4 separate regions of the Mus musculus genome follow, and regions 1, 3 and 4 are each linked to region 2. The links are chromatin contacts, called in public HiChIP or PLAC-seq and promoter capture Hi-C maps. All regions are on one chromosome and are shown on one strand. The core of a region is the stretch at or near the end of the contact, and the rest is flanking DNA. Distances in the headings are between cores, read along the strand shown.

Region 1 (4,946 bases), core at 2,354-4,853, 210 kb before region 2:
ACCAAATGGAAAAACACTCAAACGGCTTACCTTTACTGAGATCTCCCTTTACCCTAGAAAACAATGCCAGAGGTTTTCATAAAGTCACAAATGTAGGTACTTGTAAGTACGAGAAATACATTTTGAAGGGAGTCAAGAGCTAGCTACTTTATGGGGGCGAAATTATCTAAATAACAAACTACAGAAATGGATGCTGAAATAGGAAAACATGGGGTTTCTTTTTTGGTTTTCTTCTGATGTGGGATATTAACTTTCTTATTAAAAAATTAAAGGACTATTAAAAATTAGAATAATGCTTTAAAGGAGTTATGGCTCATTTCTAATTTCATAATTTGTGAGATCTGATTGGTGTGGGACCATGGGAGTTGTTTCCAGAGAATAGGATTGTACTAAGGGTATAGATGGAATAATAACTTAATTCAGGCAGTTTTTTATGTTTTATGTTTTAAATTTGAAGAAAAGGTGTCTGGGCACACTTTTAATCCCAGTACTTGGGAGGCGTGCTCTACATAGTAAGTTCTAGGACAGCCAGGGCTTTACTAACCCCCTTTAAAAGATGTCTGCTCTAGGGAAAATGACTATTTTGTGAACTATGCAAGTGATAAATAGTCCAAAGGTACATGGAATTTGAATAAATTAAGGAGAATATAATTTTACATTGCATTTTAGGTCTTGTGGTATACTAGTGATGTTTGTTTGTTTGTTTGTTTGTTTGAGACAAAAACTCTATTATGTAACTCTGGCTGTCCTGGGACTCACAATATAGACGAGCCTGGCCTTGAACTCACAGAGATCCACCTGCCTCTGCCTCCCAAGTGCTGTGGCCAAAGGCATATGTATGCCACCACACCTGGCTAAACTAGTGATTCTTAGAGCTAAATCTAAAAATAGACGCACTTGTCTGTGCATGTGATGCTGTGGAACAGCTGGGGTAAGTCTCAGCTCTCTTAGCCCCCCCTAGTGCAACAGGTTTTCCTTTCCATTATCCAGTTGATGGGGATGTGTTCACTCTTGAGGAGCTTATGAAAGTAGCTTAGATTATCATAGAAACTGGAATGAATGACAGAATAGTTGATGATTTCTGATGTCAAAATAAAAATAATTGAGTTGGGAAAGTGAAAGATGTTACAAATGCTTTGATGGAGGTCTGCTAGTGTGCTCATGCATGTCTTATGTAATTTTTTTGTTCTTTGCTCTCTTCTCCCCATTGTTGTTTTAATGCTCATCTAGATGTCTGTAAAGTAATGAAGAGGTAAACACTCTTGTACGATTTTGAGTTTTAGGTCCCAAAAGGATGGCAAAGAGTGCTTTTACTTCATAGGCCTATTCCTATTTTCAGTTTTTTTTAAAGTCATTTTGTCTGCTTATCCATCCATCCATCCATCCATCCATCCATCCATCCATCCATCTATTGGACTTATCTGTGTGTATTTGTGTGGGGGGTGTACATGTGGAGCCTAGAGACAACCTGTGAGAGTTGGCCTTCTTCCACCACGTGGAACCTGAGATTGAGCTGAAGTGGTAGACCTGGTGGCAAGCACTCCATCAGACCCTCTGAGTAAAAGTTCATTTTCCAGTTTGTATGTATTGTTAAACATCTGGTATAGCAATGACACCTTTCCTCTGCTCCATGAGGGAGGTCTCTGCCTTCCTCCCATATTTCCATATTCCTAAAGCACTGAACTAATTGGTCCTCTAACATAGGGCTTCTTAAGCTTTTCCCACTTGTAACCCCTTTTTACCAGAGACGTTTACATGATCTTGAGTATATATAGATATATAAAATAGGCATACAGATTAAACACTTTCAGGAAATACATCATAAAGAAATTAATTTTTAAATAAAATTTATTTTATCACTTCTTAGAAATGGAACAAACAAACAGTATACAATAAAATCATGGCTGAATATTTGATAATGCAGGACTTGGCATCTTCAGTATTTTTAAAATTAATTGTTGGTTTGATTTTATAATCAGTGCTGAGAATACTACTCTGCATAAATATAATGCAAAATGGCAGAGGTATATATAGTCTCTGTTCTTCAATATTAAGCAGTTATGCTTCATTTAAAACATTTGTTGTTTGCATAGTTTGTTTGTGTGTGAGAGAGTGTATGATTGAGTGTGTGTGTGTGTGTGTGTGTGTGTGTGTGTGTGTGTGCTTTGCATGTCATGGAGAGCATGTGGAGGGCAGAGTACAACTTCATGCTCTGTCTCTCCTTCCATCTTGGTGTGTGTTCCAGTGACTGAACTCAAGTCCCTGTGCTTTCCCGGCAGCAGCCTTTACCTGCTGAGGCAGCTCTGGCTGTTTATGTCTCTTTATGAACAGAAAGTATTGTATGAAAACACAAAGGATCATAACAGATAATAATCTCTAATCTGAGCTGAGGTCTCAGGCAGCCATTGGTTGATGTTAGGTAGTGTGACAGCAACACTGTGTGCACACACACTGTGTGCTTATAATGAAGTGCAGCGCAGTGCACGCACTGTGTGCTCATAATGAAGTGCAGCAAAGTGAGCACACACTTCATAATGAAGGCCGCAGTGAGGAATGATGCAACATGGATAAGTGTTCGCAGAAACGCCTCAGCTTCATTATGCATTTGAGTTTTTAAATTAAAGTTGTTGTTGCATGTTCAGAAGCTTTAGACTCCTGCCAAATTATTATTATTCTTTTTCAAAATCCTTCCTCCTCAATTTAGTTTCATGATCCCATGTGGAGCCTAACCCACAGTTTTAAGAAGCTGGGCCTGGGGGGCCTGGAGAGTTGGCTTATTGCTTAAGAGCAGCGGGAGCTCTTGCAAAGGACTCAGGTTCGTTTCCCAGCATCTGCTTGTCAGCTCACAGCCACCTGTTAACTCGAGTTCCAGGGACTCTGTTGCCACCTTCTGACCTCCATGGATGCTGCATGCATATACATAAACATGTATCCACATAAACAATTTTTAAAAAGGAAAAGGCCTTAAAGTAAGAAGGGCTTAATGATCCTCATTCCTTCTCTGTATAAATCAAGGTAAGGCTTTTGAGAGAACTGGTATCAGATGGTAGAGGATGGTAAGTTTTCTTGTAGGCGATATATAAAATTCTGTATATATCACAAAAGATATTTAAAATAAGATTGGCTAAAAACTGATCATCAGGTTGAAAAATAGTTATACAAATAAAAAAAATGAAAATGAGACATATCTGCAAAGTAATGACTTGTTCCATGTTATTTGAAGGTCTTTGAAAAAGAGGCTCTGAAGATATTTGGAAGGATGACTGCCTTTGGGGAGTAAGCGTTCACTCACTTAAAAGGACCTTGAACAAGCTAAATGTTTCATTACAAAATTTCCAATCTTGACTGTTGTCTTAGTTTGCTTTTCCGTTGCTGTGATAAATAAAACTGACCAGAAAGCACTCTGGGAGGAAAGACTTTATTTCATCTTCCATCTTTCAGTCTGTTGTCAAGTGAAGCCAGGGCAGAACTGAAGCATGGCTGTGGAGGAGCGCTGCTGGACTGGTTTGTCTTCCTTGACTTGCTCAGCTTACTTGCTTATACAGCCCAGGACTACGCACCCAAGGGCGGCTCTGCCCACAATGGACTAGACCTTCCCAGGTCAATCATTAATAAAACGTCCACAAAGGGCCCATAGTCCAATCTAATGGGGGCAGTTTCTTAGTTGTACTCTCTTCCCAGGTGAATCTAGCTTGTGTCAAATTGACAGAAACTAACCAGAATAGCTCTTAAGTGCTTTACAACTCTGTATGTTATCAACATGTCTAAAAAGGTTTTGTGTCATTTTAATCACCACTAACAGGCTTTTCTTTTAATTGGTGTAAATGTGAAGTGTTACCGTAGCATGCATGAGTCCTTGAATTATTAGCCAGTAGGCAGTGGAAGGGCAGAAATAGTGCTTGTTCTGGGGGTAGGTAGATGACAGCAACTTAGTCATTTCCTATAAATGTATGATTGGGCCTTTCTATCAAAGATCATTTAAAAGAAAATGGGCAAAAATCTAAGTGTATGTGCAGAATCTCTTAAATAGTGAAGTTAGCATAGCTTATGGATAGTTTTATGGATTCTTTGGGCGTAGAGGAGTATGCTTTCTTCATAGCAAAAACCTGGGATAATTTATGAAGAGGCTCACCATTTTGGAAAGTATAGCCCATGATGGATTGGCCCTGGGGTGTTGGATCATTATAAACCAAATGTGCTTACATTGCTGGAAGGAAAAGAGCAGAGGAAGAGACTGAGTCTTAATCTCTTTCCGAGGCAAGCCCCTGTGGTGTGAGGACCTTAGTGTAGGTTCTACTTCCTCCCAATAGTGCCACCAACCCCTTTGACATATAGGCCTTTGGGAGACAGTGCACACACGGACTTACTGGCCCGGTTGTACCTGTTTTAGATGCATTTTCACATTTGATCTTAGACAAAAAGAAGTGGGGATATCAGAAATGCGGAAGAAACTCTTAGTAGTTCTCAGTGCCACTCCGAGAAACTTGGTGGAAGATGGTGTGTGATGGTTATTTAGAAACACAGCTTATATTTCTTCCCCCCCCCCCCCCACAGGGTTTCTCTGTATAGCCCTGGCTGTCCTGGAACTCACGTTGTAGACCAGGCTGGCCTCGAACTCAGAAATCCACCTGCCTCTGCCTCCCGATAAAGGTGTGCATCACCACGCCCGGCTATTTCATTCTTTATAATCCTAAGTATAGAGAGGCAATAGCCACCAAGTGATGTTTAAATCATGCTGCACTGTGACTGATGTTTCAGATTGGATCTTCTCTCTCTCTCATAAACATCTCTGAATTTTATTCCTTTTTGAAAGTGTGAGAATATTTCTAGAGGGGTTTAAGTAAGGCAGGGTTTGAGTAGGGAAGACCCAGTCTAAATGTGCTGTTATCCCATCAGCTTGGGTCTTGGTCTGAAGAAAAGGAGGGGACACTGCTGTTTTCTCCCAG
Region 2 (5,099 bases), core at 464-2,963:
ATATTTGTAACCTCCCATTCTGAGACCTACAAACAGTGACTGAACTATTGTGCTCTGTGTTCAGTTTCAGTCTGGAAGGCTTGACAGGAGGAGGTGTTGGAAATAAGCCATCCTCGTCTCTAGAAATGAGCTCTGCAAACTCCAGCGAGCTCAGAAACCCTTTCGGTGGTGAGGAACAGAGAAACTCTTTGATGTCACTTTCAGAAGAACATCTGGAGCCAGACCAGAGACAGCATCATAGGATGTTTGATCAGCAGGTAAGGCTAAAATAAGTATGGAATGCTGATGGGTGTGGTAGTGGAATATTACCCCCAAATATGACCTCATTTTTGTGCTTTTTATTAGTACTAGTAAATACTAGTACTTACCTATTAAATAGTATCTTCAGTTCTAGCAATAACACGCTTTTAGAACTAAACATGAATATTTAAAAATACATCAGTTGGTCTGGAGAGATGGCTCAGTGGTTAAGAACACTTACTGCTCTTGCAGAGGACTGACATTTGGTGCCTAGCACCCACATAAAGTGGCTTACAGTCATCCATGACTCCAGTTCCAAGGACCTAGTATCTTCTTCTGACCTCCAGGGGCACCAGACATGAATGTAGCATGGATACATGCATTCAGATAAAACACTCTATACAAAAATAATAATAAATATAAAATATTATTTTTTAAAAAGAATACATTAATCTATACAGATTTAAATATTCCATCACAGCAAATGTTTTAGGATTAGGAATGTATTCAGTTCATTGTAAATTGAGTTTTAAAGTATATTGCATGTCATTATTAAATTTAGCAATTTGAAAATCCATGCCCCATGGTTATTCCCTAGAGAAAATATGGTCTTTGTGTCAATCATACTGCTCAAGAAAGTCTGTTGATCCCTCCCTTACCTGTGAGAGCTTCATGCCCCTGAGAAGTTTGGCAGATGACCTTTCTTTTAGTAAATGGTACTAATTATCATTGCTATCTTTCTGACTTAATCTTTCTAGATGAAGTCAACACATCTAGATAAATATCCGCATTTTTGTACCATGGTGTGCTGTGCTGTGCTGTGCTGTGCTGTGCTGTGCTGTGCTGTGCTGTGCTGTGCTGTGCTGTGCTGTGCTATGCTATGCTATGCTATGCAATGCATAGTCCTCATAGAGCTTCCATCTTACCTTTAGTTCCTCTTGTGCACAGCCTCAGAGTGGGTGTTGTGCTGCATGTATCTTTCTGATCTAGACAAGTTGCCTGCAGTCAACTTCCTCTTAAAAGTCTGCTGTTCTCGGAGGTCATTTTTCAGACCTCACAGTTGTATTTGAAACATAGCAACTGTTTGCCTCAGATTCCATGGTTACACATGGAACAAGCTCTAAATAATCAGAAATCTCTGGCCCAAATGAGTGAGTGCATGCTAGGAGGAGACGTTCAGTATCTCAATTTGTGTGAATCAGAAAAAGGCAGATTTCATCTTGTGAGAGTATTCGAATGAGCTGTCTCAAAATGAAAGACACATGAGACCCTTATCACCAGAAGTAAAAAATGGTTGCTTCCGGGATGTTAAAAGGAGCCTCTGCTTTTGCTTGGGCTACATGGCTTTTAAAATGCTATGGATTTAAATTGCCAGTAACTACTGAGGAAGTTAAGTTACTAAATTGCAGTCACCCTGTGTTCATGTACAGTCAATCTAAGAGGAAGTGAAAGAGATTTCGCCTCTTCCCAGATGCAACGCTGCTTTGCTACTGCTCTTGAACTGCTTTCTGCTCACATCTCAGTTTCCAAGTCCTTATAATCAGAATAACAACATGTCCTATTGTCAATCTCTGAAGACAGTTTGATTTTTCAAAGCAGCAGTGCTCTATGTAATTTGGTACCTCTGATGAAGTTACTTACCAGGTTGTGTGACCAGCAAATACCTAGTGAGTTCTTACTCAATTTGAAACCTTATTAAATGCTCTGAGGGATGGAAACCCACTGTAAATGGTGAATACTCACCAGTTCCAGGAGGAACAAGGAGGCTTAGAAAGCTAAGCAGCTAAGTACCAGTTAAGTGGCAGAGGCAGACTGGATTCCACTTCTTCCTTCACTAAGTTGGGTCAATGCAAATTCTGCACGTCTATATATATGAATATGTACTTAGAACTCATCCTCCATTTTTTTTTAATTTTGTAGACATGTTACAGGTCTAAACAACAGGGATTTAACTACTGTACATCAGCCATTTCTTCTCCATTGACAAAATCCATCTCATTAATGACAATCAGTCATCCTGGATTGGACAGTGAGTATATTACTTTTTTAAAAAAATTAAGTATACCTTAACTACTTTTCTTATCAATTTTCTTATTTTGGGATCTTATTAACTTCTAAAATGTGTCTGCTTCTTCTTTGGACTGTCTTTATACTTAACCATAACTGCTAAGATATCAGTTTTTAACCCTTCCTCTTGGTATATAAAAGCCTCTTTGATGCGTACATTATATTCATTATATTGTGGAGTTTAAATATGACACTATTTTTAAAAGGATTTTTTAAATAATTTCAGACTTGAAAATGGGTAAAATGACTCTCACTGAAGAAATACCTAGCAAGAAAAGTACATGGAAAAAATATCAAGAACTTGTGCATTCTTCCCTCAAATTACCAAATGTTACAATATTTCATATTTTTCCAGAATACTCCCTTTCTTTATCACTCTCCTTCAGAGCGTAGGTTTCTGTACCCCTAAGTAATTTAATATGTCTCTTAAAAACAAAGATACCTTTCTTATTACCTGAATCAGGGGATTAATCCTGATCAAATTAATCTAATATAGACACAGTTCAGTTTTTCTCACCTTTTCCTGGGTCCAGGATCCTGTCTAAGAACAGATGTTAAAATGAGTATTTATGTCACAGTAGGCTCCTTAAATCTAGAAATATTTTTCAAGTGATCTTGCTTCTGCTGAACTTCACAGAAGACAAATTAATTCTAGCAGTCAGAAATTTCAAGCTCAAGAGACAGAGCTGAAGAACATTTTTACTTAAGTACAGGAGGATTAAATCTGAAAATGACTACTAAAACTTCATGCAAATGCAGGTCAGTTGGCTGTCGAGGGTATATTGACACGTGGGATTTATAAACACAAGGCCTGTGTGCATAAAAAATGCTTTCAAGCATTTTAATTGTATAAATATTTGTTACCAACTTATTCCCTTAAGGAACCTTTTTTTATTATTAAGATTTTTGTGTAATGTGTATGGGTGTTTTACCTGCGTTTACATCTGCACCACATGCATGCCATGCTCACAGAGTCCAGAAGAGGGCATTGGCACCTCTGGAACTGAAGTCACAGATACAGCTGTAAGTTAACATGTAGGTACTGGAAATCAAACCCAGGTTATGTGGAAGAACAGCCATTGCTCTTAACCACTGAGCCATCTGTCTAGCTCTAGGAACCTGTTTTAAAAATTGATCTTCAGTGAGTAGTTAGAGTGTGCGATCCTGGTGCAAAGATTAAATCTGAAAGGGAGTAATGCACATGGTCTTCACTACAGGGCCAGGTGTTCTGGGAACTAAGCACAAGCTCCCGGTGTCTATGGTGTTTTTGCAGCATCCTCTGAAAATTTAATTCAAAAGATCTGGAGACGAATGTAGCTGCCCTTCATTAGTGAATTCTGTCTTTCATCTTGGCTAACTGGATGTTTAATCTTAACAGATTTTCACAATAGAGTTACGGCATTAAGGATGACTCTCTAGCTGTGTAATCATGAGCACCTGCATTTGGATCCCAGTGTCTACATAGCAAGCTAGGCTTGCTCTCAGGCTTTTCTGTGACCCCCAGCATTGTAAGGGGGGTGGAGAGAGGCAAGAGGACTACTCACTGCCTTCCAGCCTGGCTAAGGAACATGAACTCCAGGTTCAAGGAGACCCTGACTCTCTTCTGGTTTCCTGTGTGTATACACCTGAACATAAATATATACACATGCATGCTTTAAGGGCAGTTGGACCTGCTGTTCAGTTCCTGTTGAGCATGTATGGGGTGCCCCCATCTCACGAGTTCTAGGATTATAGGCATACACCATCACACTCAGTTTACAGTCAGTTTTTCATAAGGTAGTTTAGCTGATGTTTTATGTAAGCACATATAATGATGAATGAATGATTGGTGTAGAAACCCTTTACCCTCAGTCACTTCAACTGTTTAGTCAGGATAACATGTTGTGTGTGCTTTTAATGTGAATTAAAGTCATTAGTGTACTTCCTGGTGTATGGACATGGAGTTCTGTAGTTCACAGTGACCCCAAATAGTGCCAAAGTCTCTTTTTCCCTGACTGTAATTTAAGTAGTTTTGGAAACAAGAACATTGTCTATCATGTTGGAAAAGAACTCCAAATTATTGGGAAAATATTCCTGGTGCCACACAGACAAGCAAAGTGAAAGTGTCAACAAGACAGTTATTTTTACAAAAGAGAACAGTGACCTAGCCTGGGCAAGCACAGAGGCTGGGGGCCGGGGGCGTCATTTCACCTCATTGGTGGAGCTCAACTTCATAATCTGATGTCGTTGTTGTAGCTTTCATACAAGGCAAATCTTTGATTTAGGGCCTTAAGTTTCCCAAATGATAAAAGCAAAATTGATGTATCTATTTTCCAGACCATATTTGGGTACCAACTCTTTGCTGGGTACCAGACTAGACAATGGTGGATGAAGGATGAACTTGTTGATAGTTTCTTTCTTGGCTATATTTATGATTTACAGATAAGAGAACAAGTTGAATCTAATAGAAAATAGTAAATGAAGCAACTAAAATAAACATTCTGGAATTATCAGAATTCGGGAATTGAAGAAAGTTCAGACCAAAAGAAACTAGAAACTGGTATATGGAAATCTAAACTGAGGATGTAGGGTTCCTTTCCAAAGGCAGTAGAAGCATGTAAATTAAAACGTTTCAAACCAAACATGATGAAAATGATGTTGGGAAGAAAAATCCTATAGGTCAATTGAAGGCTTTTGTGGGGTTTGCACTGTAGCTGGTTCAGAATAGTGACCTCAGGAGAGAAGTTGACGATCAAAGAAGCCCGAATGAGGAGTGCTATAAGGATCCAAAGATGGCGCTCAGCTTGGCACCT
Region 3 (5,118 bases), core at 2,608-5,107, 190 kb before region 2:
TAAAGTGTCTTCACATTTTGCTTATTAAATTTTATATTTGTTTGAGTTTAATTTTATATATATATATATATATATATATATATATATATATATATATATATATATATATATATATATATATTGAGTTAGCTTGGGACATAGCTCCTTGGAAAAAGATGGTTTGCTGTCAAGCCTGACGACTTGAATTCAAGACCTATATGATGGAAAATGAGAACCAACTATCCCAAATTATCCTGTGACTTCCATACAAGGGCCATGCCATAATTATGCCTACATATATACAAAATGAGTTTTTAAAATATAATATGTAATTCTTACTGTATTGTGGACATGTATTTTGTATGATTTGAAATATTTTCTCTTAGTTTATAATGTTTTTATTTTCTTTTTAAAAAAGCCAATTTTATGTGTATGAGTATTTTGACTATGTGTATACATCACATGTGTACTGAGTTCTGGAAACCAAACCAGGTCCTTTGGAAGAGGGATGATGTATTTGATGTCTTAGATCTTCATCTTAGTAAAGGCTTTCTTCCATGTTTCCTCTAAAAGTGTTTTTATGCTTCTGCTTGTGTTATACATTTGGTTTAATTTTCATCAGTGACAGCTAAATTTAACTGGTGTTGGCATGGCCCTCCACTCCAGGCCTTGTGCACACTCAGCAAGCTTTATCTCAGACATTCAGTTCCTCTCTTCCTAAGAATGTATATCTGCTTGTTCTTGTGCCATTTGTTCAAAAATCTCTCCATTTTTAAATCTCATATATTTTGTTATTGTCTTTTGCTTTGTTTTTGTTTTTTGAGACAGGATTTCTCTGTGTAGCTCTGGCTGTCCTGGACTTGCTTTGTAGACCAGACTGGTCTTGAATTCATAGAGATTCCCCTGCCTCTGCCTCCCTAGCACTGGGATAAAAGGCATACGCCACCACGCCCAGCTTTGATTCTGTTTTATTAACTCTCAGTTTTATATATGCTGATGATCAGAAGGCTTCATTATCTCACTGAGTTGGGGAAGGAAGATGAGAGACAGTTTGTCTTGGTTCTTGGCCTCATTCCAGGGAGCCCTTCTGTCATAGTTGTCTCTGCTTTGATGCCTCGCCTTTTCAGAAGGGACCCACAGAGTCTTTTGTAAACAAGGAGTCCAAACTTGGCTTTGTAAGAAGTTGCTCTGTTCCCCTCTCCCCTGAAGGTGATTATGAAATCTTATTTTTACACACAAGGGTGGGTAAGCCTTAGGCAGTGGAAGCTGTCTTTCTGAACATTAATGGCTCCAGTATGAGAATGGTGAAGTTCATCAAACATTTTTGTCCCAGCAGTAATTTTTAGCTATATAAAAGTAAAACAACCTTATTGTGGAAACTCTTGGAAACTACCCAAATATAAAGAAAAGGTCCTTCTTCCTCCGTCATCACTGTCCTGTTCTGGCTCATCAGTGTGCTTGATATACAGTCAGTATACTTTCGTGAAACAGTGTTGGGATTTTGATGGATTTGGGTCTGTTTGAGACCAGCCTCATCTATGTAAGGAATTTAAGACCAGTCAGGACTACATAGTGAGACTTTGTAAGCAAAACGTAAAATGTGAATATTATCTATTTGGAGACAACTATTTTCTTTCATTCTTAGAAGGGAGCAATTAGGAGTAGTAACAACTAGGTAACAGGCACCTGTTGTGGTACCAGGCCCTGTTCTCCACAAAGCTCTATGAAGTATTACAATTACATTACAAAAGTATTAAAATTATTTCCAGCTCTGTGCTTATTATCTTCCTCCTTTTACAGGTGTGGGTTAAATTATTTGCCTAGTGTCTTTAAGCCAGTGTGGGACAGACTTTAAAGCTTGAACGATTTTCATGTTTGAACAGCTGTAAAAGAATAAGGGTGAAACAGGTCTCTTTTTTGTGGGTCTCGTGTCATCTTTGTGTTCTCTACAAGAGCTAGAAGCCTCCTGAGTGCCTGGTTCTGACCAGATTAAAGCTTGTTTCTCTTCTTTCCGTGTTGTGCTTTGACTTGAAGACCCTTCCTTGCCGTTAGCTTTGGTGAGTACCATTGGCTGAATAGGCAGAAGAGAAGCCAGGATAGATTTTCTAGTAAGGAGCATCTAAAGGTTTCTAATTGAAAATAAAGTGATTTTCATGTAATATATTCATGGTTTCTCCTCCCTCATCTTCTCCTTTGGTGAAACTAATTTTTCCTTTGAGAATGGTTGTTAATTGGAGACAGCTTCTTGGTTGGGGATGGGAGCTCTTGTCTCCTTCCCATCCAAGGCCTGTTTCCTTGCTTCTTCCATCTCTACTGGCTCTGACAATGTTTCCACCTCCTCTTCCCTGAACTCCCTGAGCCTTAATGGAGGGATTTGATGAAGACATCCCATTTAGCACACACTTTTTACACACTGTCCAGTTGTGGGTCTCTGTCTTTGTTAGCATCCACTACAGAAGAAAGCATCTCTGAGGATGGCTGAGTGGTTATAGCAGAATGTTGTTAGGAGTCATTCCTTAACAGATAGTATTTGGCTTTCCTTGAAGTCTATGGCCCATCTAGTCTCAGATTCTTGGCCCCTGGAGCCAAGCAGTGGTTCCATTTCATGGAGGGCATCTTAAATCAAATCAGATAGTAGTTGATTACTGTTAGAATTTTTGTGTCAGTGTTGCACCAGTGTACCATGCAGACAGGACAGCACCGTAGATCAGAGGGTTTGGTGTTTGCCTCTCTCCTGTGGTAGCATACCGAGTACCTCCTGTACCATAAATACCAGTTAGTGAGAGTGAAGGCTTTAGTTAGGCTCCAGACTGTCTTCTCTGTGCTCAGTTAGATACTTAGGTGTTCTCTACAGCAATAGGGCCTTACCATCAGTTTGTGGAGAGCAACTAGTAGCCTTGGCAATAGCCTGAATGGTTTGGGATATTCCATGGACCTCTTTACCCCAATATCTCAATGTGATGTAACCCATTCCTGTCACTGGAGGTTCCACTTGGTGTGAGAGCTACCTGGTTGGGGCTCTGTCTTCCTCATAATTTGAGGATTGCATTGGGATTTCCTTCATAGATGTTTCTATTTTAAGGAGCTTCTACTGTAGTAGGTTTCTGTAAGACCCCTCACATGGCTCTTAGTGTTAGCAATTTCTCCCCGTACTTCCTTACCCTCTTCCCTTCTCCTCCTCATTTAACATTTAATCCTCCTGTCCCAGTCTCCTCCTGTTTCATCTACTTATATATTGTTTCCCTTTCCTTGGGAGATCCGTTCCTCCCACTAGTTTAATAAGGAACATTGTTTTGAGTTGGGTTGATTTCATCAGTATTCTTGATTTATTAAGCATTAATTTCGGATTTACGAGTCCTGCCCATTTAACAAAGATCCTTTCCTAGTGTTGACACACTAGGACATAAATTCATCATTGTTGATGTTGGAACCAGAAATAAAGTTCTGATGCTGTGTCAGAGAACATGGTGTAGAGACAAATACTTAACTGCTGTCTTAGTATTCCTGAACCTCAGATATCCAAACTGTTAGGAAGGAGACAGAGGAGACACTCAGGATAGGTAGCTGGAGATAGTTATGATTCTGTAGCTTCGTTTCCCTCCACCGAGCCTGTATTTATGAGTGCCAGGGCCTGCTCCACAGCCAGAACTTGCCATTGACCCCTCAGCTTATCAAATAGCACAGCTTATTATATGTTTGTTTACTTTGTTGTCATAGTATCCATCTGGAAAACAGAAGGTGGCTGTGTTTGTGTAGGAATTCAGGGCTTCCCCTCAGTTGACATTTGCTGGTAGAAATCCTTCGGTGAATCAGGCTAAGGCTCGAGGCTGTGAGCACAAAGGAAGAGGGTATGTTTGGACTCTGGACAGTTGCAGAGTTCTTAATATTAACCCACTCTGTTAATCGCTAAGCTGTTTTGTATGGTGATTAGGTCTTTCCACTTAAAGTAGTTACTTGTTAAAGGAATTGTATTTATTCCAGGCAGGCATTCTTAGACTGAACATTAGGACCTGCTCTACAAAGGAGGGCTTCACTGGGACAACAGGCCTATACAGACAGAAACAGAACAAAACAAAAAACAAGCGAACAATTAAAAACCGTTCAGCACTGGCTTTGCCACATTTGGCAAAGGTAGCTTATGAAATGCAAAAATGAAAACATAAACTAAAATGTGATGAATTTTTTGGTTTGCAGAGAGAACCTCACAAGGGTAAACTCACTACTTTGTATTGTTTTTCTTTTTCATGGATAGAGAAAGGTTATGAAGAAAACATTTGCGGGTTTGGTGAAATGTCAGCATATAAAATACAAGGTCTTTAGAATGTGTAAGGGGAACTACAAACAGTTTTAAGAATGGGATTATATAACAGTTGAGTTAGACGTTAGTGAGGTTGGCGCCAGGCTTCCACTCCGCTCCGGAAGTGGTGCTGCCCTCTTCGGGCTTCTACTTTACTTTTTGGATGGTTTACTTCCTGGACTATGTCTTTTCAGTCCCTTTGCCCTCAGGTACTCAACTTACCGTGGAAGGAAGTTCTCTTCATCCTCACAGCTGATTTCCCTCTCCTTTACAGCTGAGGAAATTAAAAGTCATTTCATGGGTCATGTGTTGTCTCTCCATTTAATGCCTGTTTTCTCAGAATGTGTCCCCTTCTTCCCCCACCACCATCCTACATGGGCTTACTCAGACAGAAAGCCCCCACCTCTGATCCGTGATAAGCAAGGGGAGGTTATCTGAGCAAAGCCAGTTCTTTGGAATGAACCTCATTAGGGTTATCTAAAATCTCAAGAGATGCTGGGTTACTTTAATGAATACTGACTTACCACAGTTTGTGGGAGGTGTATTTGAAGCCATGACAGTATCCAGGAAAACAGCCTTCATCTCTGCTCTTCACTGTACGCAGTGAACTCAAGGCTGTGGTGGCACTCTTGAGAACCAGCACTGAGGAAACTGCCTGATACATTCTAATTTTAGAAACTTTGAAAAAGTAAACTAATATAGCTTGACATGTTTAATAATCATTGATTCCCAGGTAGCTTAACAAGGAAATTTGGTTATTTAAAATAGTCCATTTCCTGAAATTTGGCTTAATTTTATTTTTTCTTACCTGACTGTCATATTACGGAAGTGGTTTATGTGGT
Region 4 (4,906 bases), core at 1,076-3,575, 140 kb after region 2:
GTCAGCCACCATGTGGTTGCTGGGATTTGAACTCAGGACCTTCGGAATAGCAGACGGTGCTCTTACCCTCTGAGCCATCTCACCAGCCCCTTTTTAGCTTTTCTTACCTTTAGGGATTTTGTTGTTTTATATATGTCTGGTTGTTGGTGGATTTAATAAAGTCAAAGCTTCAAAAATATGTCATGGGCTGATGAGATGGCTCAGCGGTTAAGAGTACTGACTTCTCTTCCAGAGGTCCTGAGGTCAAATCAGCTACAGTATACTTAACATATAATAATAAATAAATCTTCGGGCTGGAACGAGTGGGGACGAAGTGAGCAGAGGTCCTGAGTTCAATTCCCAGCAACCACATGATGGCTCACAACCATCTGTACAGCTACTCATATACATAAAATAAATAAATCAGTCTTAAAAAAAAGTATGTCAGTCCAGCACTCAAGAGGTGGAAGCAAGAAGATCAGATATATCACATTTAGGTTTGGCTGGGCAGTGGTGGCGCACGCCTTTAATCCCAGCACTTGGGAGGCAGAGGCAGGCGGATTTCTGAGTTCGAGCCCAGCCTGGTCTACAGAGTGTGTTCCAGGATAGCCAGGGCTACACAGAGAATTCCTGTCTCAAAAACAAAACAAAAAACAAAACAACAAACAAACAAAAACCTAAACAACCCCCAACCCCCAAATCAGAAAACAGGTATCTAAATTGTTATGCCCAGTTCATGAGAATCTCAGGAGACTGCCAGGAATTGCAAGTCCAAGAGAGAGTCTTTAGTATATGAGTCTGACCCAGATTGCAAGCCTTTCCTGGTTAGGAGTGTGATGATCCAGTCTAGGGGCTTGAGAAGCTTGATAAACACACACACACACACACACACACACACACACACACACACACACAACATACACACACACACACACACACACACACACACCGTACACACACACCATACACACACACACACACACACACACACACACACACACACACACACACACACATATATGTATGCATAAGCTGGGATTATCAAGCTTTGGTGTTACATGACATGATTGGGGAGGCGGTGAAGGAATGCTATCTTTCAAACCTGATAACATTTGTTTAGACAGCAGGGTGGACTGCGCAGCTGGACAGGGGCCTTCCTGACCTGGGAAAAAGAAACTCACTCCATTATCAGAGGCTGGTGCATTTTTGCAAACTGGTCTCAGCTGTCTGGGAACACTTAATTGCCTCTTTCTCATAGTCCAAGAGTGGGCTTTTTATCACTTCAAGGATATTGGCTCCTGCTTCCTTCAAGGGCAGGAGCCATCTGTACCACAGAAATGCTGATTTTTACTCACGGGAGGGAAGGGGGTGCTGTCATGAAAGAGGGATTGTAATATTCGGGGACCAGGCCGTGCTCCCATTTGTCGGCCCTCTCCAAGGGCCCGAGGCATCTATGCTGGGAAAAAGGTGTGTTTGTGTGTGTGTGTGTGTGTGTGTGTGTGTGTGTGTTTGTGTGGAGGGGAAGTAGTGCTAACTGCTCTGTCTCCATGCAGGGACAGGAGAGTACTGGATTTCATGAGCAGAAATGGGTGTATGTGTGTGTCTCTGTGTCTCTTTAAAATCAAATAACGTGTCCCAATTTGCAATCATAAATTCTTATCAATTTTCAAAATTAAAATAAAATTGAACATTAATCCTCTTACAAGTCAAGAACCTAGTGTGGTCCAGTAAATAGAATACTAACAACAAGAACAAGAAGAGGCAAGCCAAGGATGACTCAGCAGGTCAAGGCACCTGCCACCAAGTCAGATAAGCTGAGGTTCAAGGCCAGGATTCCCTTGGTAGAAGGAGAGAACCAGTTCCCTCAAGTTGTCCTCTATCTTCTACATATGTTTGTGACTCATGCACAATGATACTTAGTAACATTTAAAAACAAAGGGGGGGGGGGCAGGGCTGGAGAGATGCCTTAGCAGTTAAGAGCACTGGCTGCTCTTCCAGAGGTCCTGAGTTCAATTTCAAACAACCACGTGGTGGCTCACAACCATCTGTCCTGGGATCTGATGCCCTCTTCTGGTGTGTCTGAAGATAGTTACAGTGTACTCATATACATAAAATAAATGAACAAAACCAAACCAATCCACTTGTCTTAGAACCTAAAGTAACTTCTAAATGACTCGGATCCTCCGCACCTCAAAATTCAAGAGGAGAGGCCATGCGTGCACGGTCCAGAGCAGCCTGCAGGAGAAAATGGTATCTGTTCTCACCCGCTGTTCTGCAGTATCTCAGCAGCTCTCTCATGGACTTTGTGCCCTCCAGGATCAAAATGGTAAAAGGCTGCTACTTCCTGTTCCCCCGCCAGAGGGCAGTGAATGAAGAGAAACCGTAAGCCATGGAGCCCTTAGTGAAGAGAGTGCCTGGTAAAATGGCTCAACGGGGAAAGGTGCTCACCTCGCAAGCTGAGTGAACGGGCCTCCATCCCTGGAACTCACAGAAAGAGGGAAAGCAAGCAAGCAAGCAAGCAAGCAAGCAAGCAAGCAAGCAAGCAAGCAAGAACCCCCGCAGAGTTTCCTCTCATCTCTGCACGCACACCATGGGATGAGTGCCCACACATGAGGGAATCATGCACACACAGAGAACAATGTTTGGTTAATTAATAATTTAAAGTAGTTTCTTCACTGAAATTAAGACTCAGATTTTGGCAGTGTTTTGCAAGGTATGGAGCCTGGAAGAGAGACAGCTGTGAAGGACAGTCCCAACAAAGAGCATGATGTTCACCAGGACATGCTAGAAAGATGTCAGGCCCGGCTCAGAAATGCTTGGTACAAAATGGAGAGTGATTCGAAGTAGAAACTGTTAAAAAAAATGGTTTTCCTTTTTTTGTTTTGTTTTGTTTTTTCAAGACAGGGTTTCTCTGTGTAGCCCTGGTTGTCCTGGAACTCACCAGGCTGGCCTTGAACTCTGAAATCCTCCTGCCTTTGCCTCCCAAGTCCTGGGATTAAAGGCGTGCGTCACCACTGGCTGGCAAAATATTTTCAATAAGTAGAAAGAGCGTCCTCTGGCCACTTTCCCTCACTACACACAGACCTGAGGAAGTCACTTCTCTGGGCAAGCAGCTGAATAACATGACTCTTTTGAGCAGTGGTGGCTCAAACATTTTTTTTTTTAAGATTTATTTATTTATTATATGTAAGTACACTGTAGCTGTCTTCAAACACTCCAGAAGAGGGAGTCAGATCTCGTTACGGATGGTTGTGAGCCACCATGTGGTTGCTGGGATTTGAACTCCGGACCAGCAGTCGGGTGCTCTTACCCGCTGAGCCATCTCTCGAGCCCCATGGTTCAAATTTTTAATCTCAGCACTTGGGAGGCAGAGGCAGGCGGATCTCTGAGTTTGAGGTCAGCCTGGTCTATAGCGTGAGTTCCAGGACAGCCAAGGCTACACAGAACCCAGTCTCGAAAAATAAAAACAAACAAACGGTAGAGAATTGTTGGTGTGATAAAGGAAAATAGAAAGCAAGAACCATCTGTGTGTTCTTCACAAGAAACACTCCTTATATGTAAAGACAAGTGGAAATCAGTGGGTGGGAGGGCTTGAAGGAGTAGCTCAGGGTAGAGGGCTTTCCTAGCAAGAGCAATATGGGCTTAATTCTCAGTGTTTCTGGGAAGGAAGAAAGGAGTGGGGAAGGGAAAAAAGAGGAATGGAGGGAGAGCAAATGATCAAATGGATAGAATAGCTAGGTTTTGTGGCATATGCCTACAGTCCCAACTACCAGGGAGGCTGAGGTAGGAAGACCACTTGAGCCCATCAAGTTAAAGACCAAACTAGGAGAGATGGTGAAATCCCACATTAGAAAAGGAGAAAGCTGGCTGGGCGTGGTGGCACACACCTTTAATCCCAGCACTCGGGAGGCAGAGGCAGGCGGATTTCTGAGTTCAAGGCCAGCCTGGTCAACAGAGTGAGTTCCAGGACAGCCAGGGGTATACAGAGAAGCCCTGTCCCGAAAAACAAAAAAACCCAAACAAACAAAAAAAAAAAAAACAAAAAAAAAAAAAAAAAAAAAGAAAGAAAGAAAAGGAGAAAGCCGGGCTGGAGATGGCTCAGCGATTAAGAGCAGTCAGGTGCTGAGTTCAAATCCCAGCAACCACATGGTGGCTCACAACCATCTGTAATGAGATCGGATGCCCTCTTCTGGTGTGTCTGAAGACAGCTACAGTGTACTTATATACAGTACATAAAGTAAATAAATAAATCCTTAAAAAAAGAGAAGAGAAGAGAAGAGAAGAGAAGAGAAGAGAAGAGAAGAGAAAAGAAAAGAAAAGAAAAGAAAAGAAAAGAAAAGAAGAAAGCCCAGCGTGGTGGCCCATGCCATTAATCACAGCACTTGGAAGTCAGAGGCAGGTGGATCAATGAAGATGAGCCTGGTTTATAGAGTGAGTTCCAGGACAGACAAGGCTACACAGAGAAACCCTGTCTTGAAAAGCTCTAGAACTAGAGGGGTGGGTCAATTCAAATGGCAAAAGATTTATTTATTTATATGTAAGTACACTGTAGCTATTCTCAGAAACCCCAGAAGAGGGCATCAGATCTCATAATAGACGGTTGTGAGCCACCATGTGGTTGCTAGGGTTTGAACTCTGGAAGAGCAGTCAGTGCTCTTAACCTCTGAGCCATCTCTCCAGCCCTGCATTTGTCATTTTTAATGTGTATTTGGAGATGGCAGCAGTTTCCCTGAACCCACTGGTTTTTCAGGCGTCCCACAACTTGAAAGAACTGTGTCCATCATCCTTATCATTGGACAACCAGCATCCAAGTACCACATCTATCACTGAAAATGTGCCTGGCTTCCCACATGCCACTTATCTCAATGAACCACATGCCAATGAACAGTATCGCAGTCACACATATACACACACTCCTTACTAGTAA

Evidence for each region. HiChIP or PLAC-seq counts read pairs in DNA pulled down with a chosen protein or histone mark. Capture Hi-C pulls out chosen DNA fragments and counts their contacts.
Region 1: a contact with region 2 is called in a promoter capture Hi-C map of liver. The contact joins two enhancer-like sites. A contact is called at or near these places in 1 of 484 Hi-C or Micro-C datasets (regulatory T cells), 3 of 115 datasets of contacts at active chromatin or transcription factors (bone marrow-derived macrophages, memory CD8 T cells and pro-B cells) and 3 of 9 other capture datasets (adipose tissue, liver and pancreatic islet).
Region 3: a promoter capture Hi-C map of liver shows a contact between it and region 2. The contact joins two enhancer-like sites. A contact is called at or near these places in 1 of 15 datasets of contacts at CTCF or cohesin (the NIH/3T3 cell line), 3 of 115 datasets of contacts at active chromatin or transcription factors (bone marrow-derived macrophages, memory CD8 T cells and microglia) and 3 of 9 other capture datasets (adipose tissue, liver and pancreatic islet).
Region 4: a CTCF HiChIP or PLAC-seq map of CD8 T cells shows a contact between it and region 2, with 5 read pairs. The contact joins two enhancer-like sites. A contact is called at or near these places in 1 of 15 datasets of contacts at CTCF or cohesin (CD8 T cells), 2 of 115 datasets of contacts at active chromatin or transcription factors (bone marrow-derived macrophages and microglia) and 2 of 9 other capture datasets (adipose tissue and liver).

What each region holds. Positions count from the first base shown.
Region 1 is chr7:75,477,373-75,482,318 of GRCm38.p6, forward strand. All of the region lies in intron 1 of Akap13 (A kinase (PRKA) anchor protein 13), which reads left to right. Among named protein-coding and RNA genes, the nearest start is that of Akap13, 24 kb to the left of the region's middle. Within about 2 kb of position 3,604, at least 25 of the 459 cell types and tissues checked have an H3K27ac peak or open chromatin away from gene starts, as enhancers often do. A contact at or near this core is called in liver and regulatory T cells, where this site is marked.
Region 2 is chr7:75,685,053-75,690,151 of GRCm38.p6, forward strand. It overlaps Akap13 (A kinase (PRKA) anchor protein 13), which reads left to right. Exons shown (of 37, transcript NM_029332.1): 13 at 65-257; 14 at 2,161-2,269. Among named protein-coding and RNA genes, the nearest start is that of AU020206, 95 kb to the right of the region's middle. Within about 2 kb of position 1,714, at least 115 of the 459 cell types and tissues checked have an H3K27ac peak or open chromatin away from gene starts, as enhancers often do. A contact at or near this core is called in CD8 T cells, bone marrow-derived macrophages, liver and 1 more, where this site is marked.
Region 3 is chr7:75,495,079-75,500,196 of GRCm38.p6, forward strand. The region is part of intron 1 of Akap13 (A kinase (PRKA) anchor protein 13); the gene reads left to right. Among named protein-coding and RNA genes, the nearest start is that of Akap13, 42 kb to the left of the region's middle. Within about 2 kb of position 3,858, at least 47 of the 459 cell types and tissues checked have an H3K27ac peak or open chromatin away from gene starts, as enhancers often do. A contact at or near this core is called in liver, where this site is marked.
Region 4 is chr7:75,825,761-75,830,666 of GRCm38.p6, forward strand. The region is part of intron 1 of Gm51489 (a long non-coding RNA gene); the gene reads left to right. Among named protein-coding and RNA genes, the nearest start is that of Gm51489, 5.7 kb to the left of the region's middle. Within about 2 kb of position 2,326, at least 36 of the 459 cell types and tissues checked have an H3K27ac peak or open chromatin away from gene starts, as enhancers often do. A contact at or near this core is called in CD8 T cells and bone marrow-derived macrophages, where this site is marked.